Linked DNA regions of Gasterosteus aculeatus: region 2 is linked to region 1. Evidence: chromatin contacts called from public Hi-C data. All regions are on one chromosome and are shown on one strand. The core of a region is the stretch at or near the end of the contact, and the rest is flanking DNA. Distances in the headings are between cores, read along the strand shown. Region 1 overlaps msi2b (musashi RNA-binding protein 2b). Region 2 holds the start of msi2b (musashi RNA-binding protein 2b).

Evidence for each region. A called contact is a pair of places that touch in the nucleus more often than the background predicts.
Region 2: a Hi-C map of liver shows a contact between it and region 1, with 1.6 times the contacts expected there. The contact joins the promoter of msi2b here to the enhancer-like site in region 1. A contact is called at or near these places in 2 of 6 Hi-C or Micro-C datasets (liver and skeletal muscle).

The regions. Positions count from the first base shown.
Region 1 is chr7:19,538,302-19,544,880 of fGasAcu3.hap1.1, forward strand. The region is part of intron 5 of msi2b (musashi RNA-binding protein 2b); the gene reads right to left. Among protein-coding and RNA genes, the nearest start is that of msi2b, 58 kb to the right of the region's middle. Within about 2 kb of position 3,815, at least 2 of the 9 cell types and tissues checked have open chromatin away from gene starts, as enhancers often do. A contact at or near this core is called in liver, where this site is marked.
Region 2 is chr7:19,595,980-19,603,657 of fGasAcu3.hap1.1, forward strand. It overlaps msi2b (musashi RNA-binding protein 2b), which reads right to left and starts at 3,871. Exons shown (of 14, transcript XM_078107409.1): 1 at 3,626-3,871; 2 at 3,190-3,230; 3 at 2,712-2,793; 4 at 2,056-2,140. The coding sequence starts at 3,687.

The DNA of each region.
Region 1 (6,579 bases), core at 2,565-5,064:
AGAACACAAACTGACAGTTTAGCTTCCTTAATGCCCCCCCTCTGACACACAAAGCCAACTTGGGACATTCTGTATCTTTTAAGGCTACGCCAAGCAGGTTAATTATGAAAGTCACTCAAGAACAGACTGCTTCACACTTTGATGAATCTGATCTATTGTCTGATTTGCATATTTGTGTGTGTGTGTTAGATTGTGTGTGCGTGCGTAATATCTTTCCTCTTTTTTGGAATTAAGAGTAAACAATGCACCGCATTTATTGCATCCCTTTATAATATCGTGCTCTTGGCCTTAAGTGTGCCTTAAAAGCGAGAGGGGGACAGGAGGCTGCAAATGCAAAGGAAGTTGAAAAAGATAAGCCCGTAGCTAATATTGCAGCATACAACATTACGATTATCATTTGTGGGAATTGTAGGACTTTACCTGTGGCAGCAAACAAAATTCTCAAAGAGCCGACAGAAAGCTATTAGTGTTTGGAACGTGCACGCGGCGCGCAGAGGCAAAGCGCCAACGTTATTAACTCCCCAAGTGGGATATGAGAGGAGATGAATATAGTGTGCAACAATGAATATAACAATGAGAGAGGAGTAGGCAAAACAGAGCAGGCAGAACAAACACACACACAAACGTATTTATGCAAATGTTGGACTTTTTCCGCACAGACACTCTAAACTTGTTGTCTTTTGGGATGATCGACCATCATTTCGTGGCCTTACTGGAAGGGTAAGCGGACACGGCTCGGCAACGTTCTCTATTGGATTACAGATCAACGTCTGAGACCTCCGCTGTTCACTGCATTTGCACACGTCCGGGAGGCCAAAAGGTTTCTGCTGCTGAGCTCGGCGTATTGAGTGAAGAGAAAGATATTTTTAGTAGATTCATCCCTCAAGGGGAGACAAATCTAACTATTATTCAGTTAAAGAGCTAAATGTGATCGCCTCATTATAAAGGTGATGAAATGAGTTATGGGAAACAAAAGCAATCAATGCCGGATTTTCATGGTCAAACGTAATTTTAACAACAACAGCAACATTAAAATAATAAGTCTAATTTGCTTAATAAGTAGCCTGCTTCATTCATATCGCTGGACTGGAGCGGCTGTGAGCCATTAGTCAAACGGCGGTAAAGTGACTTCATAATGCGTTCTTCATAAGCTTTTCGGTCCTTTAAATATCCACAAAGAAAAATCGAACCGATTAGCTCCCATCCTCTGTATCCTAAATGAAGAATTCTACTCCAACTTTACGAAGGTGATAAGTGCATTTTTAATTCATTTCAACTCACTTTCACAATGACGATGAGTCGTTATATTATTAGTTATACAGTTATTAAAGTCAGCTCAAAATAATCATTGATCAAAAATGTACCAACAGGACGCCAGGTATTATATTACCTACGTGCAGGTTATTTATATCATATAAATAAGAGCATTGCATCGGATTACCTCGCCTCTTCCCTTTTACTCTCAGTGGAGCCTCTCAAACTTTTGATTCTGTCATATTGCACATTCGTTTACATATATTGGGAGTGGATCTTTCAGTCTCACACTCTCCCGTACCCCAACACACACAGACACGCAGACACCATGCACGCCATTCTCCGAGCCGGTACTCCGGCAGGTCGCCGACATCACACAACCAGACATGATTACAAGGTGTAAGCCTTCATCATGGCCCCCACCTCTCACACATGCAGGCTCACAAACAGTTGTAAACACAGAGCCCCGGAGGGAGGGCGGGGAGCAGGGAGGAGATTTTGATGTCATTTCTCATACCTAAAAATAATAGGACAGATAGGAAAAAATGAAACAAATAAAAAATAAAGCCATCGCTCTTTGTTGTATGAAGGGAAATATTTACTGGCATTCAGATCTGCTCCGCGGCCTCGTTCACGGGCAACCAGAAAGCCTCAGAAAGCATCTGTCAATGCAATGTAGTATGATCAAAGGCCTCGACGTTGTGCAGGCGCAGTGCGCTCACACACACACACACACACACACACACCAAAAACATGGCCAGTCCAGGTAAACACTGCCTCTGCTCATTTGCATCAGCAGAGCTAACTCACAAAGACAAAAACACAGCCGATAAACAACAAACAACAGCACAATCACTTCTGCTTTGGAGGGCGTTCTGCGCACAACAGAAAGCAAGGGCAGAGGGATGGTAAAGCGGAATTAGATCGTCATCGCAGGAAGGGCGAGTGATTAGAGCCGCTGCCGCCGGTGTCTCCTGTCCAGCTACAAGTTGGGGATAAGGGGCACCCGCATTGGACCGCATGCCCTTTTAAAAAGTGGCCTAATCTGAGCTCTAGTGTGCATAAATAGATCTGTAATTGCTTATTACACTACAATTAGGGCAAAGGAGATGAAGGAAGGAAAAGATGCTTAGTGCAAATGTGGAGTGACAGGCCCAAGCACCTGGGCCTGGGATTACAGTGGCCATTTGCACACGGACTGAAAATGAGCGCTATCAGGGAGAGAGAGAGAGGGAGAGAGAGAGGGAGAAATAAGTTGGGGGCGGGAGGGGAGGGGGCTGTCAAGCGCAGTGCAGAAGCTAATGACAACCCTAGCTTCGACTTGCACAGGCGTCTTTGAAGCCCGGCTCTGATCAGAGCTGTGATTGTCACCGCTGCAGGGCCACCACTCCTATATTAACCTACACTAACAGCTATTCAGTGAAAGTCACAGGCGCCCTTTCAAAAAAAGGAAAAAAAAAGAAAAAAGTTAGGGGGCCATCTGCTGCGGGATGGCCGAGAGATGAGTATTAAAAAAGAAAAGAAGAAGAAGACACGTGTGTGTATGTATACGGCCCCCGCTGCAAGTTGGGCTGCACATGGGGGCCAGATAGGGCTGATTAGCTGCACTTCCCTCCTCAACCCACTACAGTTAAGAAGATTGATAGAAGCAGCTTAGAGCTGATTATGGGGCCCTGGAGATGCATGGGCCCTTACCCAAACAGCGCATTCACACAGCATTCACAATGAGCGCAGCGTGCCTACGCTCGGCACCGGATGGGCATCGAGCAAACGTTACAGCGAGCAGAGGCAAATAAGAGAAATTGGACAACGCCAGAAGGGCTCTTAAGAGCCTCTTTTTTTGGAGGGGGAGGTGGGGGAGGGGGGGGTATATGAATTTTATGCTAATTGATGCTTGCTTGTGGCCAGATCTGAGAAAGCGCGGTGCGAACATTCAACATATTTCCGAGACGGTATACTGCGAACATGACTGGATGTATAAACCCCCCCCTCAGGGGCGAGGAGACACAGCACGCCTCCCCGTCGCCACCGAGCTCTCTTTAGCATGCAAAAAGGAAATTCACTGGGTTTTAACGCTGGCAGGCCGTTGCTTTGAAAAACCAAACAGAAATAGTTGGACTTCATAAAACCTTTGAATAATACACCCTACGCAAAGGGGGACGAAATGTTGTAGAGCAAAAACAACCATCTTAACCTTATTTTAACATCTGAGCTTTATTCTAACAGTTTCTAACAGCTTTATTCTAACTCGTTCCTTAGAGCTTTTAATGTCAGTAAAACAAACCACCATGTTATCTTTGACTTTTCCATTTTCAGTTCATTTGATTTATTTGGAAATCATTAAACCTGTTTATCAAATGTGCAATTATATGAACAGAGCATCCAAGGGGGAAAGCCCCCAATGAGCTAATAATGCCGACCTTTATAACCTTCTGCCAAGGGCTGAGCGGATCCAAAGCAATGATTAACTCACTTAACATAGTTTGATGGTCCCCGGAGTCCAGCATGGCTCATAGCGTGGAGGAGCCGACAGTCCCTTTTAACTGCTATCTGTTCTTTACACTACTAGCGCCTCTTCTTTGGGTCTCTGCTGCCCTCTCTCTGTTTCTGAACCTTTCCGACATTGTTGTGTACACGTTCCTCCAAAGTAAATTAACTTAATCCACATAGCCGGGCGTAGAGTACGGCCCGTTGCTTGGCTGTTTTTTTTACGTAACAAGCAGAAGGTGTATTTAAAGAGTGCATCACACCAACACTTGCAGCGCATTGGATATGAACCTTTTGAGTAAAAATAAATAACCCTCAGCATCAGATTGTTTTCATTCACAAGAGGTAAATGTGAAAATCTACAAATTGGAATCAGCATTTGACAGTGAACGAGCGAGAGTAATGGTGGGGGGGGAGGGTTTCAATAAGTTGATGTTCTCTTCTGTGACCCTTGACACCGATAGCAAATGTTAATTTTTGTAACAAGACCCGGGTGCTGGTGCTGACAGTACTGGAGGGGAAAACAAATGGGATTTTAACTTCCAATTACAATAATGGCTTTTTGTGACAGGCCCTCCAACTATGCACCTTACCCCGCCCCCTCTGCCCGTGTGTGTGTGTGTGTGTGTGTGTGTGTGTGCGTTTGTGTGTGTCTCCCCTCCTCTGTCTCTGACACACACACACACACACACACACACACACTCTTTCGGCTCTGCAAATGTGAGTGACATGATAACAAACAGTGACATGATGACAAAAGGAGGCGGAGAGCAACAGGGGGAGGTAAGGCCACATAAAAGGAGGAATACCCTAGTTCCACACACACACACACACACACACAGGTAACCGTGACATTTCCGCTGTCTAACCCTATTTACCTCTTTAATCCTCTCACCTCTCTGATATGCAGTTTATCTTCATCAGTTCTGAACATACAGAGCGGCAAAGAACACAAATCATTTAGCAAAAACAATGTCGTCGATTTTTATTTTATTTTGTTTATTTTCAGGTAAGAATATCTTCCCGATGATTAATATCTTAAAACAACAAAACATCGGCAAAAAGTCTCTTTTCAAATCTTAATTTCACTGTCGTGAGAGGTAAATGCGTTGGAGGCTCCTATGCATTTGACACGCCTTTGTTCACAGCAACTACCACCTCACGGTTCAGTTGATCAAGTCCTGCATCCATCGACTATTAGTACAGTACGACAGCTACGTGCCTCCCATTCCAATTCCTCTTTTTCTGGGGGGGCCGTGTGATGGAGCACTGCTGGTCCCATGGAGAGACCAACGGACCCATGACATTGCATGAAATTCAGCCTGAGCAATACTCGGCGAAATCTTCAACATTCTTAACCGTCGTTCAAGTTCTTAACACTTCCTTTATAAAAAAAAATGTATTCTTTCTCAACGCGACAATCTAACCGGACTGGATAATCCAAATAAATGGTTCCGTCTGGAGTACAGCGATATTTCATGCAAAGATAACGAATGCCCAAAGTTTATTCTAGAAATTAAAAGGAATCGGTATAGAATTAGAAAATGGATCACTCTTCAAGCTAAAGTGCAAAATTTGCTGGTTCCATTGTCTGAAATGCTCTCCGCTCTTTTATATCCTTATTACTGAATCTCTCTGTTGTGTTTTGTTCCAAGCGATTTGAATGTCACCTTGGGCTCTGCAGAAATTACGAGGGGCATTTTTCACAATCCTCCATCATTTCGGGGACAAAATTATAAGTTGATTGATGGATGAATCGATTAGTCGGGAGAATAACCGGCAGATTAATCAATGATGAAAATAATAATCGCTAGTCACAGCACCAATTAATTATGCAACCATGTAAATGGTTTAAGCAGACTTTTACTCACCCTGGCAGTTGCAACACTGTTGTCTAAATATAAATGCAGCCACATATGACTAACTGAATGCAACCTTGTTAATCATTTATAAGTAAAACAAACTCCAGGCAACTGCCAAGATGATGGAAACACAATCCATTCTACTATAAGTTAATTATGCGCTTCATTGTGTTCCAAAAGAAAAACTGGATGTGCGCATCATGCCGGTCCACCAAGGTCATCAGGCGTTCAGTATCATTGGCGGCGTGGATCCAACCCGCCAGTGGCCGTGTCTCGGGTGTTACACGTCTTACCGTGCACCTCCCGGCTGAGCATGTCAGATTCCCCGGAGGTGGAAGTCGGTCAGGACTCTCGCCCCCCTGTGGTACGGCCTGCAATTTGTGCTGATGCAGAGCGCCGAGCCGCTCCGGCTGAGGGTGACTTTCATCCGTCACATTTTAATAGGCAATCACAGTCAGTCGTTTCTGTTTATTATTTCACTTTTTATCTATCGGCCGTCTGGGCTATCTGTTTATATTCAGACGCAGACAGTCTCGCACAGCTATTTTCGCACAGCTATTTTCACACAGCGGTGTATATTTGTTATAGCCATTTGAATATCCAGAAAGTTTCACTTCATCAATGATTTCTTTTTCAAAATATTTACGTTGTTTATGTTTCAATTTAAGTGTTATGCAGTGAAGTGCAGTCAAAAGGACATGAAGACACGAGGACAGCCTCTGAGAAAGTAAAATGAATTGACACTAACTTTATATGTATTATTATTTAATATTCCTAAAGAATTTGTTAACATATTATTTTGATTAGGGTTGTGTGCATACTGAATACTATGCAAAGCTTTTTCAAATCATTGCTTAGTAATTTAATTAAAAATCAAAAACAAACCAACCAATGCTGTGAAACATGAACACCCATAATCTTCTGGGTGTTTACCACCGTCAGCTATTAGCTCTGTTGGCTGTATCAGCCATAGATA
Region 2 (7,678 bases), core at 2,621-5,120, 58 kb after region 1:
TACAGGCTACAATACAGTGTTTATGTACGCATCTGTAGCTTTGAAAGCTTCTGTATCTCTCTCTGGATAGAACACAAGAGGGTTGGGCCCAAACAATGGTCATTACACATGACGAATGACGCATTCCACTAAACGTGCTTCAGAAACCTGGATTTTCACTCCGGCATGTAAACACATTAAAATGCAAACCGAGAATATTGGACATTTTCACAAGGATAATTTGTAGAAGCTGCTGAAAAAAAGTTGAATAACTTTAACAGAAAGAATGTCCTTTATCTAAGAAAGAAAAGTATTTTGCAATCAATAATCCAGTTGCAGCACAGAAGTAGCCGCGAGTTGATACTTCGGAATGAGCATGAGGTCGTCAAGTTTAGTTCAACCAAGATCCTTATCAAATAACTTACGGTTTACTTCGCTTAAAGCGCCTTCGAATGAGGCATCGCACCAGCTGCAGGAACAACTCCCAGGTGCGAGTATATTTGTATGTGCAACACAGTTCATAAAGGCAAGTTCATTTAAACCTCAACTTTCAAGTTACCAAACTGCTCCACATTCTGCATCAAATTATGTCTGTGTCATAACCTGCTTCTACGCGCTGCTTGTTGTTGTTGTTGTTGTTGTCAGCGTGTGTATTGGTGCTTTTACCGCCAGCCTTGTCTCCTCTGTTCACAACACAGGGCCCACTGCACACAGTATATAACACTTTGTGCCCCTAAATGTATTTGGACATGTGTGTGTGTCTTATTGTAAATAACTCATTTTTAAAACTAGTAGAAATAATACTCGCAAAAGTCCATTTGGTTAAGTAAAGCCTCCATTACTGAGCCGTTGTAAAATTGGCCGAAACACTCAAAGCTCCCCAACAATAATAAAACAAGAGGAGACAAATTACTGGCAAATTAAAATAAGATCCACCTTCCAACTAAAAGCCGTTTTATCTCTTTACCAATCACACTTGAGCTCAAAAATGTCGATTGAAATGGACAACAGATCTTTAAATGACTTGCTATGTCCTACACAGATTTCAGTGCCCTGAAGTGCGAATCCTTCTTCTCTTTTGAAAATACTGGGGAAACAAATACTCCTCCGTCTATGGTTGCCTTCAGCCGAGGTAGCACAGCAATGATTCCATTTCCCAAACTATGCTGGCATATCTGGATATCAGCGCCATGCCGAGCAGAAATCCCTGACGAATACAATCTCAGCTGAACCCTGTCTAATCCATCAGTGCAGACATCTCTCAAAAGAAAAGAGGAAAATGACTAGCGTCCTTAATTATTCATCTACTAACAAATTTCAAAAGGGCCAGTAGAATCCACAATAGTTGGAGTTCTCCATGGGTGTGTGTGTGTGTGTGCGTCTGTGGATCCATTAGCTCATCTTTTCAAATAAATTAAAATATTACTTACTAAGCTAAACACATTTATATTAGTAATGGATTGATAATAAACTGCTAAATATATATACACATATCTATAACCAAAAAATTTTTTATCACGGTAACTGTTGGCAGCATAACATGCTTGCCGTTTAGGGAGTTGTTTTATTCTGCTTTAGTTTAGCTCTTCAACGTGGGGGGGGGGCAGGACTTCTAAGTGCTGTGTCCCGCACATACAGTATCAGTGCATCTGGCGCGATACGACGCGATATCTGCGGGGGTCAAAACAGAAGCGGGGGCGGCCTGAGACAGCGTGCCCTTCACTGGAACATGAGACGTGTGAGATGTGCGCACGCTGCACATGTGGCTGTGTCGCGGCTGGTGGGGAGGGGAGGGTGGAGATGCATGTCAGCGCCATTCAGCCAGAGAAGTGAAAGTGAACACAAATAGTATTCACCCTGGAGTTGTGTGTTTATTTTATTTTTATTTTTTTTTATTGCTACGCTCAGTGTTGAAGGGACCATCACGCATTTAGCCCGTATGCGCGACCTTGATCCACGCAGTCTGTTTAACTTAGAAGGTGTTCGAGCACAAGGCCTGGCGGGCAGTGAAAAGTCACACCGTTGTGGCGGGGAGGAATAAACACTTATGTGGGTGTGTGGATGGCATTAACTCACCGTCTTTGAGTCTAATTCGTGGTGTTGTTGAGCTAAGACTTTATCTACACTGGCGGCGTCTGTAAACGTTACGAACCCAAATCCTCTGCAAAAAAAAAAAAAAAAAAAAGACACAGAAGGAGAACGTCAGAAATGCACACGCTGCAAAATATGTTTCTGCAATACATGTTAGTTCACGTGCAAATACTAAAACCACGGCAGAGACAACACTGTGCATGCTTTTTCACGTGACCTTATTATCCTTAAGATATTTTCCGAGCAAACATGTACAAAATATATATAATAATAAAAAAATTAAATAACAACCAAAAAGGAGAGCGTGCCGGTCCGTCCTGTGGCCGATCCGGAACAGAGACGGAGCGCGCGGCGGGTCGTTACGACGGGAGACGACGGCACACCAACATTGCGGTGCAGTCACAAAGTCAATGTCAAATTGCAGGCGGCTGCAGCTTTACAGCAGTGAGCGTTTAAGCTTATCTGGCTCGCTGGGAAACCACACGCAGGCGCGGACACAGCGACACACACATACGCGCGCGCGCACGCACACACACACACGGACACAACACATGCACGGCGGATTAACACGGGCAAAGTGAGCGATACCGTCACATGCACCGGGGAGGGGAAAAGTAGGAGGAAAAGCCCGGCGTTTTTACCTTGAGCGTTTTGTCGTGGGGTCTCTCATCACCATACATTCTCTTATTTCTCCGAATTTACTAAAATAGTCTCTAAGGCTGTCTGTGGATAGAGAACAAAAAACATGTCGGGGAAGGGGAGAGAGGGGGGGGGGGTGTTATTTGACAGAAACATATGGCTATGCTGTTGTCACTGCATTTCAAACAAGAACACACACACACACAGTAATACAACATTTAAAAAGAAAAACCCCGCGATGCGCATAGGGGTCGAATAGAGGACTTCATGTGGACGGAGATCAAGAATAACATGGTGCGCACACACACACACGCACACACACACACTAGTGAGATATCCCGTACAGTACACTGCTGCACGGTGCACATTCGCACATTACACCCGCCGCCGCCGCCGCGGCCACAAACGAGCACTCAGTCACAGCGACAAAACAACACGGAATACCGGGACACGGCGGAACAGAGAACAACAGTGTCTCACCTGGTGAGGTTTGCCAGCTGAGGCCACCGATAAACATTTTACTGTAAGGGGAAAACACAACAGAAGTGAGTCCAGATGTCAGTTCGGCCATTTTGACGACTAACTACTTCTAAAAGCGACCTTAAGGGATAAAAGCGAGACTGTGGAAACGCGCTGGCGCTTAGCAAATGTATAAATATAGATATAGTCTCGCTACATAAAAGGGGGGGGGGGGACACTCTCGCTACAAAAGCTGAAGGGGGGGCTTTCAACTGAACGTGGAAACGGACCCGTGCACGGTTTAAGTGCGTACTGTGGGGGGACGAATCCAGCACGGCAGTCGAAGTCCTCGCTTAAGATGTTGTAACGTGAAAGAAAGAAAGAAAAAAAAAGCAACAAAACAAAACAAACAAAAAAAAAAAAACGGACCGTAGAATACGTTTGGAAAGATTCTTACCCCGGGTCATGTTGTGAATCATTTAGGCTTCCGGATGTGGCTTGACTCCCGTCTGCTTCCATATCTATTTCAAACTATAGGCTGGGACTACAGTAACAGTGACAGACACACACAGATACGGGCAGGAGATATGCAAAGCCCCGCTATGAGAATATTACTGAGCCGGGAATGAAAGCGTCACACGTGGGATCAGCTCAGCCCCCTGCTCCCTCCCTCCCTCTCTCAGCACGCGCTACCTTGGCCCACAGGGGGCGGAGCCTGCCTCTGTCACCTAACCAATCCAATTGACGTCAATTCAGGCAATCTGCAAACCAATCCTCCGATTTGTCATTTAATTAAGCACTAAGCCACTGGAGGTGAAAGTGGCTTAATGCTCTTCTAAATCAATGGACACATAGCATTTAAATAAAAAAATAAATTAAAAAAAGCTCTGTCCAAGAAAGGGTCCTCTTAATTAGCGATGTTTGCTTATTATAATCCCGCCGACAGGTGAGCCTTTACAAAGATTACTTTGTACTAATTTAATAACTTGTTATTCCTCCGACGCGCAATATCGTCCCTCAGACAGAAGCGAAGATAATGGGTTAATTCCTCATACATGTTAATATTGAAACGATCCTGATTGTATATGGCTTGCAAGGGTTTTACAATTATTAAATATTTGAAATGAAATTCTGCACTTTATGACTTTAAAATGGTGATTCACACAGATGACACAGCATATTCACATTGGAGATGATTTTTATTAAGGTCATTTAACCCATCTTATCTTGGTGTACATTTAATGGTCCTTTCAGCTCTAAAAAGGATCAATGCAATGCTACAGCATCAACAATGCAATGTTATAATGTTAATATAAACAACAACATGTACATTTAAATATGTTTAAGTTACAGCTCAGAATATGCAGAGTATCAGAATTCGAAATGAGTTAAAAGGTGCCCAACACACATTAGGCATTGAGGTGAACCTTTATGAAAGCCAACAAAGAATAACCAGCAGACATCAATACAGTTATCTATACATGCAGTGGATTGATTAGCCATTTTTTAATGTAGATTACCTGTAATGAGCTGCAAGGGGGCAGAGCTGGCATGTTGAGATAATCTGCCTCTGCCCTCTGGTGACCCCGAGGAAGAAGACGAGGAAGGCAAAGAAAGGAATGTGTAAACAAACGTGCACAACATTTCACGGTGGGTTAATATATGTTTTCGGTACACATTTTCTTACACAGTGCTATCTATAGAATACAAGAAAAGGAAATCTCATGTACAAATTATGCTTTAAATTATGCATTATACATTTTCTTGCATCCGCGCCACATTTCCGCTCACAGAACTCGATAGACAAAAAGACAATACATTCTCTATAAATGCACTTTCCATTTGTCGTGGCACAAGAATAATTACAACAAAACGTCCCAAGCTCCGCGTGAAACGTGACTAGTGATCCTGTTTCATTATTCACAGTTTTCTTTTTTTAACAGGCCCGTCTGTGCTGACTGTTCGGGGCACTACCAGAGGGGATTTCTTATCTAGCCAAGCAGCATGTTTTTGAAACAATGACTAAGATAAACCACAAATAACATGACTTTTGACAGTTTAACAGCTAGGACTCTGTCATTAGTTTGGGGACACCCCACGTTGTGACTGTCTTTATCTGTGAAACAAATTAATGGAGGCAAATGGTGGCCAGTCCTTGTAGCTCCGGAGTCTCAAAGAAAATGAAGATTTGTCACTTTACTTACCTTCTACGCACCATTTTTCTGTTCCATGTCATTTAGTGAAACATTTAAGATTATATTGCTGTTGCAAGTTTCAAAAGTTGTCAAATGTGTGACGGTACCCTACAGCATGTGCCTCCAACGTGACGGTGGATAAGGAGAAAAAATTGCATCCACTCATGCAGCAGCAGAGATAGAAAGAGAGAGAAGAATGAGGGAGGCTATAAATTGATGCAGGAATATGAGCTCTGTAGAACAACACGCTTTAAAACGATCACAAGGTGTGCAAAAATACAGTGGATTTAACACATGAAGAGCAACTTGTTTTATGCTCAAATAAAAACACTGGGGTCTCCGGTTCCACAGTGGGGTTGTGCATTATTCCGCCTTTTGAACATTGTTATCAATGCTTTTCTCTTTGCTGTTGTTGCTCCGTGAAGAGTGCAAAGTCAAACGTGACAGAAAGGTAACATCAGGTGTGACGTTTTTATAATATACGATCACGGCTTGTGAACCAGGTTTGGACCAAAGCAAACCTCCCTTTTCTGTTTCCGATCTATCGCATTTCAACAACAGACCTTTCATGTGTTTTGGATAGTACTTTAGTTAAACGTTCAAGCTCGTCTTTTCACACCGATTGAAGGAGCAAAATGTATAGATTTCTAAATAAAACAGTGTTCTCCTTTAATCTGAGCAGCCACCACCGCCTGATGAAAGTGCCCAAAACGCTAATGCTTCTTTAAGCAACCTTAGGCTCTCTGACAGCGATGCTTTCAGAGCAGCTGAGCGTTAAGTATCAAATGAGGAGGAAAGAGAAGGCGTGTATCTTTTTTTTTCTTCTACAAAGTATGAACAAACAGATTTCCTTGAAACTGAACATCACCGCAGCGTAGAAGCGTTTCTAATAAAGGTGGCAGCTGTTGAAGACATTCTGATCATTGAAGGGGATGACGAGTAAGAAGAAATAGACACCTTTTCTTTTATATCCCGCATGCTTTGAACTCATCTGTGTGTTGAATAATAATTCAACCTTCGCTTTAGAATCAAGGACAATGCAACGATTTCTGGAATCACACAGTTGCATCAGTGCAATTGTGGCTTGCATTCAGTGCTGAAAGATGAACCGCATCTCAATAGAGAGGAAATTCAGCATGCAAAAAAAACAAAACAGAAAAGGAGAAGACGAAGAAGCTCGTAACTATCCGAGCCTTTGCATGAAGACTGGATGATTTGGAGATGGAGAAGTCAAATTGATAGTGTGTGAAAGCTGTGGGGGGAAAAGAAAGTGAGAGAAGCAATAGACTCGCTGACAGTGTTATGAGATGTTGTTTTCAGAAGAGGCATCCTGTTTCCTGTTGCAGTAATCATTTTACACCCTCAGAATCCTCACTTGACCTTGGAGAAATTGTTCGTGGATTATGTATAACCCCTTTTGTTCCACACTGATTCCTACATATAATCTGTTTGTGAATCACAAAGATATATTAACCTTTGAATGTGTGTTTATGATAGCGAAACTTGAAGTCTTTGAGTATTTTGTCATTTTGCTACACAATTTGCATGATTTTCACAGAGGCTTCCCATCTGTTTTCAGCATGCAAAGGAATCCGATATGTATCAATCCAGCACTAAAAGATCAGATCAGACTAAACACCTTCTATCACTTCCATGAATTTGTTTGGAATATAATTCAAACGCTCTTGAGACGTCGGTAATTTGATCTCTTAAATTTTGTGAATGATTTCACATTGATCTCGGTGGACCTCTGGAGGGCCTATTACAGTGAAATTCAAAATCCAGAAGAAAAAGCTTTTGAGAAGGCTACAGATGTGCACAAATTGTCTCCCTCTAGTGTCCTCTTCCGCCTGCTTCTTCGTTGCTGCATGAGCTAAAGCACCTCTCAGACTGAAGGGAAGGAGCCAGACCGAGACATGCATAATTGACAGTCCTATTTCAGGAATTAGCCACCCACCAAACTGCAGCCGACCAGCTCGCTCATCTCGCCTAGGATGGCTCAGCCTTTTGTGCGGGTACATTTTGGACACACTTGCTAATAAACCGATGACTTTAATGAATTCCATGTTCTGCTCTCGTTGTGGATTTGTACCTTTCCAATGAGTGGTTGTGTAAGAACGTAGCCGACTGATTGTGATATGTGAGGATCACTGGGACCGCGTGCGATTGTTACCGCACAGAGAAGCTGTTTGAAGTCAGATCAGTGGGGACGGATGTTCTGGTGATGAGTGATTTCTCTCCCCCATTATGCCCTCTGTAACTACGCAGATGAGTTAATTAAGCTCTGCCAGAGGCTACGCAATAATATTCCAGGT